Linked DNA regions of Gossypium hirsutum: region 1 is linked to region 2. A link is a contact called in public Hi-C data. All regions are on one chromosome and are shown on one strand. Each heading gives the region's core, a stretch centred on a gene start, on an enhancer-like site or on the middle of the called end of the contact. The rest is flanking DNA. Distances are from core to core; before and after follow the strand shown. Region 1 holds the start of LOC107915432 (RCC1 domain-containing protein RUG3, mitochondrial). Region 2 holds the start of LOC107908494 (actin-histidine N-methyltransferase).

Region 1 (5,324 bases), core at 1,874-4,373, 210 kb before region 2:
GTTTTCAGTATGCAGTAAACATATTTTTCCCCATGCTCTACTATAACCATAACTCACACCTTGTTGACCCTAATTCCTAGTTTCAAGAGTATGTTGCCTGTCCATGTAGTATGCTTGGCAAACAAGGGTACAAGTTTCAAAAAATATTTGAAGTCGTGGTATTATATTATGGCTACGTTTTGCTCCTTAATTAGTGTTTGTCTCAGTAGACATTAGATAGTTTATCTTTCTAATCTATCTTTTGGATAAAAAAATAATTAAATACCCATAGGAACAATATAACGAAATGTAAAATATATAGACAGGTAGAGAGACATTACCACCCCAATTCCAAAGTTTTCCATCCTCCGTCAATGCCATTGTGAAGAAACCACCACAAGAAACTGCAGCAACAGGAGTAGGTAATTCTTTCACTTTGGATGGGATACTAAGTCCACCTCCCTCATTTGGGCCCCGACCAGGACCAAGACCTAATCTGCCATCCCCTTCCTCTCGGCCCCAGGTGTACAAGTCTCCTAATTCAACGAATAACAGCTGTATTCAGATCAGGCAAAGCAACAAAACATATATACGAAGATGACCACCTATAATGTGAGAAATGAGCACACATGATAGATAGCATGACATCTAAAACCTGTTAATAACACCAATTTGCTATTTTTTCAGCATACATTAAGGTACATGATTCTCCTTCGATTTCCCATTGTTTGCTGCATTCTTCTTCAAAGTTTCAATTTATAGTTATCATTAACTAAACCAATCCCTTCTGCCATCAATACACTCTTCCCTTCTCCTTTCTACTATATTTTACCTTCTGTACAGACAAAAATGCTGCAGGGCATGTTATCCATGTGCTAAATAGAAAGTATTATTATCTTCTCCGTTCTGAATGTACTTCTTTTATCAGTTTTCATATCTGACGACAAGAGAGATTCCACATACAGGGAAATGGAAGTACCGAGCATGTCAGAAGTTATTTTACAGACTAGTGTTGCAGTTTGATGGTTCACAAAGTTCACCTTCATTTATTAAACAAGTGATTGAACATACAAAGATACACAAAAAGAAAGCAGAGAATAAGCTGTATGATGCTTGAAAAATGATATATTGCATTGCATTCAAATTATCCAGGTTTGTAAAAAAAATCAAATCTGATACTATGGCTTGAGGCAAATTTTCTTCCAAAAAGTTGATGATAAACTAGAAATGTGATAAGTATTGAGATTGCATTAAGTATCTTTGTCTTTTGAGAACATACATTCAGGTTCAATTTATTTCTTAATTGTTTCCACATTCTAAGCACAGGGACTTTACGTACCATGATTCATTAAAATGACAAAAGTTAATCATTGACATGAGTTTCATAAAGCAAGATCACAGGTAAAGGCAGTCGAGATCTATATTATGATGATTGACAACATTGAAAACCTGATTCAGTGACGGCAGCAGTATGTGTCCCACTAGTTGCGATATGACGTATATTTCTACTCCAGTTTCCTTCTACCAATCTTGGGACGAGTTCTCTATGATAAACACGATGTCCAAGTGCACCAAAACCCCCATAACCCCTGCAAACTTCATTTTAAGAAGAGAAATAGTTTGTACTAATGGTTTTGGCCAAAAACAATTCAACTGAAGCAAGAGTACCACAGACTCGTAACTTAATAGACAGCTAATTAAGAAAAAAGCTTCACCACTTCTATCCTATAAAGAGGATTCAGTTGATAGTTAATCAAATAATAATAAAAAAAGAACATCTACAAAGAATTAGCTTGAACTGTCTTCTTCCTCCACCTCTCCAACACACTTGCCAGTTGAGAGGTAAGGACGGCCTCTACCACAAAGTCCCTAATCATGGCCAGCTTTTACCCAAATAATTTCCAGGATACAAATCTCAAAATAACATCTATTTTCCTTATCTAACTCTCTCACTCTATAACTTATTTAAAAGGGAAAAAGAAGAAAAAGTGTACAAAAAAACAAATGAAAATCCAAAATTCATGCAGTAGGATTAATGATTATAAAGAATCATTTGGTTTACTTAAAAGCTTCAATTTTATATCTCTAATATGTGAATTCTGATATAAAACATTCTAATGGGTATTCGTTAATCACACATCTCTGGTGCAGTAGTATAAGAAATCTTGAGCTTGATCTTGAAAAAGATGTTTGGCCTCATTGATCCATATAAACCTTCTATATTTAACATACATTGAAGTAACATTTATACATTCAATCATCAAAACTAGAGCTCACGTAGTCTCTACCTATCTTTCATTTATCTATCTCCTCAATCCCATGTTTCCTCTCCAATAGATTTAACTCCTTCCACTGACCTAGAACGCTAAGGCTATAACCATAGGAAAAGGCTCCACTTCCACTATCATTTTTCTTCTGTTATCCTGAATAAGCTTTTTGAATATCAACTTGAATTCTCATATAATGTTATAAACTTAGTTTCTGGTATCTAGTCAACTGTATGTTTCAGCTGACTAATTATCAAAAATCACTCAAAGGAGAAAATAACACGGAGCAAAGTTCTTTATATCAAGGATAATAGCTAGAATTGGATGAACATCAAGGAAGACGAAGAGAACTGACCAAGTAAAGACCTCGCCTTTAGAAGTTAGAGCCACAGAATGAAGACCACCAAGAGCGACAAAGGAAACAGAATCCCAGTGAGGGTTCAAAGTAGGCACAAAAGCAGGATTTTCATGACCAAAACCGAGACGACCTCCATCACCTTTGCCCCACATCCACAACTTGCCGCCGATAACCAAACCCGAATGGAACAACCCGCATGATATCCCAACCGAATGCAAAGTTTGATCCTTTTGATCTTGGTTTTGGGTTTTGCCTGGGGTTGGGGAGAGGGAAAAGGAAGCATGGGGAAAGAGGAGATTGGCTACTGGAGATGGGTATATTCTGATTTCTTCAATGCCACCACCTAGTTGGCCTGATGCTCCCCTGCCCCATGAAAGGACTTGGAGTGTCACGGCTTCATTTCCGTTGTCTTCGTTGATCTCTGGGCTTTTGTAAAGAAGAGGAACTTTGCCTTTGGTGGCGGTGCTAAATGAAGAAGAGAGGCGGCGGTAGAGAGGACTTGAAAGGCGGTGTGCCATCACTCTTTAGGCCCAGTCTCAGTCTGCACTCCCAATTAAATACAAATAAATATAAAGAGACTCGGGCCAATAGGGAAATGGGAGGAGGCTGACTTGGGGCCTAGCTAGTGCCTATTGTATTCTACAAATGGAAGATAAATAGATTTATTTCACTCAGTCAAAAGGGTTCCTTTTATTTTACAGTTCCAGTGCTGTGCCGGATTCCGATGGAGATGGAGCAGCTCTTAAGCATGGGATTCTCAAGTGAATTAGCAGCACAGGCTCTAGCGGCCACCGGCGGCAAATCCACCCTCAAAGCCACCGAATGGATCCTTTCCCACAAATCCTCCAATCCAAACCCGAACCAGAACCCAAACCCCTCTCCTCCTCCCTTTCAACCAAAACTCGACCGCTTCTTCCATCTTCACACCAAGCTTTCCACTTCCCCTTCATCCCCTGAACCCACTGCCACCGCCCCAAGCATCCATACTGTACCCGAACACGACCCAGATGATGATTCCACCACCCCATCTCCGCACCATAACAAACGTCAAAAGTTGCAACATCCCAAACCCACCATTCAACTAGGCAAAACCGATCGAACCCATGAGCCTTTGTCGGAACGGATGCGTCCTCGTACTGTTTTCGAAGTTGTTGGTCAAGAACACATTCTAGGTAACAATTCTCTTCTCCATTCTGCTATTGATCGCAATAGAATCCCTTCCATTATTTTTTGGGGTCCTCCTGGTACTGGTAAGACTTCCATTGCTAAATCCATTATTAACTCGGCTCAAGACCGGTCTATGTATCGATTCGTATCTTTATCTGCTGTTACTTGTGGGGTTAAGGATGTTAGAGATGCTGTTGAGGAAGCTAGGAAAATGAGGGTTAAGAATAATAAGAGGACTCTGCTTTTTGTTGATGAAGTTCATAGGTTTAATAAATCACAACAGGATTCTTTCTTGCCTGTGATTGAAGATGGAAGCATTGTGTTTATGGGGGCAACCACTGAGAACCCTTCGTTTCATTTGATTACACCATTGTTGTCTAGGTGTAGGGTTCTTACATTGAATCCTATAAAACCCCATCATATTGAAACTCTTTTGAAGAGATCAGCTAATGATAATGAGAAGGGATTGTCTCAGAGCGTGGGCATGAGGGTCGATGTTAAGGATGATGCTATTTATTTTTTGTCCATGAATTGTGATGGTGATGCTCGTGTGGCATTGAATGCTTTGGAAATCGCTGCCACCACGGCGGCTGCTCGAGTGGCTGATAATCAACTAGAACAAAATGATGAAGCAGTTGTTACAGTGGATGATGTCAAAGAAGCTCTCCAATGCAAGCATCTTGCATATGACAAAGCAGGGGAAGAGCATTACAATTTGATCAGTGCCCTCCACAAGTCGATGCGAGGAAGCGACGCGGATGCAGCAATCTATTGGTTGGCAAGAATGCTGGAAGGAGGTGAAGAGCCTCTATATATTGCACGAAGACTAATAAGGTTTGCCAGTGAGGATGTTGGGTTGGCTGATCCATTAGCCCTAAACCAAGCTGTTGCCTGCTATCAAGCTTGTCATTTCTTGGGCATGCCCGAGTGCAATGTGATTCTTGCACAATGTGCTGCTTACTTGGCTTTGGCTCCTAAGTCTATCTCAGTGTATCGAGCCATCGGAGCTGCACAGAAGGTTGTTCGGGAATCTGTAGGACAAAACGAGGGAGTGCCGCTTCATTTAAGGAATGCACCAACCAAGCTTATGAAGGAACTTGGATATGGAAAGGATTATATATATCCCCCTGATAACCCATCATCGTCAACTCAGTCATATCTACCACCTTCTCTTCTTGGGTACAAGTTCCTCGATTGGCCAGATCAAAATTCAACACAACAATAAGAGTCATGCCATCATGCTTCGGGAGTTCAGGGAAATTCTTTCTGAATTCGGTAATCTTCACTGTTCATCAAAGTCTTTTGTGGATATGCCTTTCTATAGGTGAAAGAAAGTTCAGAAATATGGTATATTATCTTGGATCATCTTTTCTTTTGACTATTACAAGACATAGTTGACTTTTACAACGAAGTAGTCAACCAACCTTTTGTAGATGAAGCTATTAACTGCCATGTGTCCATCGTTAATATTGATGGATCTATGATACTGCATATAATGTTGGACAGTGATAGATTGATAATTATTAATGAAAGTGATGGAGCCTTATGAAAAG
Region 2 (5,159 bases), core at 410-2,909:
TCTTAAACCATAAGTTTTACATGTAAGAATTTTATATGATGGATATATATGTGTATATGTATGTATAACTGGTATCAAAGTGAACTTGAAAGTACGGCATCCCTCTTTGGTTGGATTTAGTTTGAATTGACAAACACAGTTGAGGTTAACATCCATTATAACATTTCAAAGTACACCTGCTTACCAATCGTGATAAGAGAATGCCAAAAGACCATCTGAAAGTCACCAAATTGAATACCTGCAAATAATTTATACTGCAAAATAAATAGAAAGCGATATGTTGTTCTGACTCCTCATTTTTCTTTAAGTACTCATTTCCAACGCATATTTGAAATAGGTATGAGGATATGATCCTCTAAGCACTCTCCAAATACATGTATATCTTGAAAAAAAATTGAAGATATCCGTGCTAGACATATACCTATATCCAACAACTTTGATCTAAAATCTAAATTTAAAGACAGCAGGATATTTGCAAAAAGGGGTTGATAAAACAACCTAAATGCAAGTAAAGTTGAATTACTAAAAACATATACTTCCTTTACTAGTTTTTTTCTTAAAGAGAACAAATACTTGGATAAAACAAGATGCTATTTCCTTACTGATTGAACTTACACACACACATGTATATATGGGTAAAGATGTTTTCATTTGCCCTATCGCAGAAGCTTCATAAAGTGGTATCATCAGAAGCAGATCATTAGAATAACGCTTCAAATTACACTAACATAGCAGAAAACTAGTTTTGCATTGTAGAGCTATGTTGCTTTGACTTTTTTGTTTCCAACACGCATTTAGGTAACGTATGAGGATATGGATCTCAAAGGATGCTCCATAGAAAAACATAAAAAAAATTTAAACTTCCTCGTCTCTGACACTCACGTCTGAGTCTGAGTAACATAAATATGGAGTGAGTACCTCTTTAGGGAATAAATGAGGATGCTTGGAAAATATCCTACGTCTTAAATCGTCGAATCTACATGAAACATGAGAACAATTTATTGGAAGCAAATTAGAAATTTTTATACTCACTATGTTACTCTAACTCAGGGATGAGAGTCAGATTCATGTTTGTGTCCAACACGATATGTTAAATTTCGTATAAGAATCATACCCATACTCATATCCAAATATATATTGGATAGAGATTTCAGACATGAATACTTTAAACAAAATGAAGACAAGGAGCAATATAGTTCTAGGAATATAAACCAATAACCTAATATGAACCAAGTAATGGTTGAGAGCCATACGTTCCAGTAATATCAGCAATTCTTTCAATAGCCCGAAGCCTTATCTGCGATGCTTTGAGATACCTGTCTAGTTCTGATCGTGTCCTGAAACAATACAGAGAGACTGTACAGGGAAAATCTGAGTAACCCCTCTATGCATAGCAAGGTAAAACTCTTGAGAGTTCAACCATGCCACCAAGTAGGCAAGGCCAGAAAAGAATCTTTGTTCTACTTGGGCTCGAGTTCAAGTGTCAGATATGGGTCTTTGGCTGACATGTATTATTCAAAAATTTCCTAGATTTTCATGTGTTGAAAGGTCTCTGAAAGATTATGTCCTCGTATTCACTATTCATGCTCAAGTATGTATTGGACACGAATATTTAAAGAAAAATAAAGAGATGAAACTCACCAGTATAAAAGAGAATAGGGTTGTCGAGGTAAGGAAGATATATAATTGCTCCATCTGGAAGATTTCTGGAGATTTGCTTCACTAATAAGATAGGTTGCTGTTGCGGAAAGGATCGATTCGAGAACTCCGATATGACTACAAGTAAATTGACCGGAACGAAAAATAAAGTGAACACAAGGATTTACGTGGTTCGGCTTTAATGCCTACGTCCACGGGCAGAGGCGAAAAGAAATTTCACTATAACAAGATGAAGATTACAAGTGTTTTACACTCAAGACACAACCCGAGAACCTCACAACTCTCAACCCCTATAGAAAACCCGAAAGCTAAAATCCTAGCTTTCAAAGAACAAGCTTTGCTCTCTCTTGGTTTGGGATGATCAATATGGCTAATGAACCTCTCTATTTATAAGAGAGTTCAAGGACATAATTGTCCAAAACTTTGGCAAAGATTTGTGGTTGAAAATGGACACCAACAACCATCCACTAATCCACTACCACCAACAACCCACTACCAACAACAACAATCCACTACCAATTTTAAGTCATTTCTTAACAGTTGCTAACAATGGCAAATCTGCAACATTATGCTGTTTTAATACGTGACCAACCTCAGGTGAACTCCAATCCTAAGATTAAAGAACAATTATAACGTTAAAACCAATTAAAACTGCTCCAGTGTTTAAATCTGATTGAAAATTTTAACTAAAAACCAATAAACCAATATATAAAATACTCCTAAACTTGGTCATGAACAAAATCAGTTCTAATAACTTACTGAATCTGAAGTGATGAGAGCGAGGGAGGCACAAGGAGAAGCTTCTCGCCCCTGTTGATTTTCTTCAAAGCAACCAATCCTCTCTTTCCCATTTCCACTTTGTTTATCCCCACCTTTTGAGGAGGCAAGCCGGAATCCAACAACCATTTTTAAAGAGCCTCAGCATTCTCCAAGGAATCAATGTCGCAGCCCCAAGGCAGGGTCGTGTCCGACGACATCGTTTTGGTTTCGGAAATTGAGCGTTGAACCGAGCGTGCTCTCTTGAGATGAAGTGAAGGGTGACTGTGAGAATAGCTTAGCTTGAAGTGGAGTCGTGGAGAGAAAGTTGGAAGGGAGAAAAGGGTAGCGTGGAAGGTTCTAGAAGCTTCGGCCATGGCTGGGAACTTCGAAGGAGGTTACGTGTAATCTGATTAAAAAGGAAAAAAAAATTCTAAGCGCGACGTGGTGAAAATGGTGATTGGGATTTGGTCGTTTTTGACGGTTACATCCAACTAAACTACAGTATCAATTTTATCTAAAAAACATATTTTGTTTTATTACTTAAAATATTATTATTTTTCTATTATAACTTTGCTTCTTATGTATAATGAATATTCAGGGCAAAATATCAATAAAATCCTCTTTTTTTTTTAAATTAGTAAAATGGGCCCATTAAAAAATTAATTTCAGGAATGGTCCAATTCCCCGAAAATGCGTCCACATCAATACGTTGTCAGGTGACGAGGCAGGAAAACGCTTCTTTAAGGGAGCGCTTTGCTTACGTGGACATAAAACGCGCCCTCAAGGACGTGTTTTGCCTGTGTCTCCTGTTGTTTAGGGTTCTGGATTTTTGCTAGTTAGGGTTTTGGGTTAGGGTTTTTAGGTTTTTAGGTTTAGGGTTTTAAAGAAAAAATTAAATAAATAAGAGATTAGGGTTTAGAGTTTATTAATTAAATTAATTATGAATTTTTTAAAATTGTATTAGGTTTCGTGTTTATGATTTTTAAAGAAAAAATTAATTAAATTAGAATTTAGGGTTATTTGAGTAAATTAATTAAAAATTTTAAAAAATCAGATTGGGGTTTAGTGTTAATTTAAAAAAGCTCCCACGTGGACGCGATTTTGCTACAGTAGCTCCTGAAAAAATAATTTCGAAAAGACGTTTCTGAGCAAATAGTGTCAAAAAACGCTTTAAGCAGGATGCTTTGTCAGCAAAAGTACTGAAAGAAGCTCCCACATGGACTCGCTTTTGCTACAGTAGCTCCTGAAAAAATAATTTCGAGAAGACGTTTCTGAGCAAATAGTGTCAAAAAACGCTTTAAGCAGAATGCTTTGTCAGCAAAAGTACTGAAAGAAGCCCCCACGTGGACGCGCTTTTGCTACAGTAGCTCCTAGAAAAATAATTTCGAGAAGACGTTTCTGAGCAAATAGTGTCAAAAAATGCTTTAAGCAGGATGCTTTGTCAGCAAAAGTACTGAAAGAAGCTCCCACCTGGACGCGCTTTTGCTACAGTAGCTCCTGAAAAAATAATTTCAAAAAGACATTTCTAAGCAAATAGTGTCAAAAACGCTTTAAGCATGATGCTTTGTCAAAAAAAGTACTAAAAAAAGCTCCCACGTGTACACGCTTTTGCTACAGTAGCTCATGTTTGGCTTGAGGGTGTAAATGAGACAAAAAATTTTCTTAGATTGCATAAGTTACAGCAAAAAAAATTTAAAGAGTCTAAGAAGGATAAAAATTGAAGATAAGTGAACGTATTAGTGCTGTTATTTACTATGATTGTGAGGTTCGTCACACCGAGAATGGTGTTGTTTTTTTATCGGATAATACAATGCGGCTGGTTTTTAACCAGAACATAGATTTGACAGAACTTCGTAAAAGAATTAGGCGTAAAATATTCGAAACAATGCCAATGAAAGTTCTGTCTATTACGTATCGGTTTTGTTCTTCTGTTGATTCGATGACATATGACTCGTTCGACGTAAAAGGTGCTTGTAGCTTTGAGGCAATGGTGCAGACTCATCTCGCTATTGGAGCACCCTATATGGAGTTATATGTATAATTTACATCGCCAAATGATGCACTTGTGACTGTTGTTCGAGAGGTATACACGGCCCCTACCCGACACTCAGTTAGTGGGTTACAAAATACGGAACAACCCATGTTTGGTATCGGTATGGAATACACATCCCCTGCACGACACTTTATCAGTAAATAGGACATGCACCTCGATGGGTCGATGTTTGATGCTGGAAATACGTACTGGGGAACGACATCAACTTCTAGTGGTTGGCAATCTACATCCAATTAGGGACATTATGAAATGCCTAGAAGAAGGGATGATGTACTCCCTACGACGTCCATCGGTGAGGGGACCTCATACGTTACAGATGATGGTTGGTTAGAAAATGACTCCGATGTGGATCTACCTCGAGAGCCCGGTCCCGATGGTGCAGAAGTTGCACTATTTTCTGAACCGGAGTCTATTCCAATTGAACCTGAAAATGTCGAAAGGGGTTCAGATGAAGAAGAAGATCCGCGATTCAGGGCATACTCACCTCCAGCCCATATACATAATGTCGATCTATCTGCAGATGATGCGTTGGAGTTTCTAGATCCACCACACAGGTTGTGTGATCGCACAAGTTCGATACTGGATTCGGGTGAATTTGAAGTTGGTAATGATAGTTTTATTGGTGCATTGAAACAACATAGCATCAATAACGACGTTAACTACCATGTGGTTAAATCCAAAGCTGATA

The links. A called contact is a pair of places that touch in the nucleus more often than the background predicts.
Region 1: a contact with region 2 is called in a Hi-C map of leaf, with 2.0 times the contacts expected there. The contact joins the promoter of LOC107915432 here to the promoter of LOC107908494 in region 2. A contact is called at or near these places in 3 of 34 Hi-C or Micro-C datasets (all in leaf).

The regions. Positions count from the first base shown.
Region 1 is chrD08:6,587,949-6,593,272 of Gossypium_hirsutum_v2.1, reverse strand. LOC107915432 (RCC1 domain-containing protein RUG3, mitochondrial) reads right to left here and starts at 3,123. Exons shown (of 6, transcript XM_016844594.2): 1 at 2,602-3,123; 2 at 1,429-1,568; 3 at 321-515. The coding sequence starts at 3,122. It overlaps LOC107915421 (ATPase WRNIP1), which reads left to right and starts at 3,312. Exons shown (of 1, transcript XM_016844585.2): 1 at 3,312-5,323. The coding sequence starts at 3,329. The coding sequence ends at 4,996.
Region 2 is chrD08:6,376,319-6,381,477 of Gossypium_hirsutum_v2.1, reverse strand. LOC107908494 (actin-histidine N-methyltransferase) reads right to left here and starts at 1,659. Exons shown (of 11, transcript XM_041099668.1): 1 at 1,642-1,659; 2 at 1,254-1,337; 3 at 919-976; 4 at 185-238.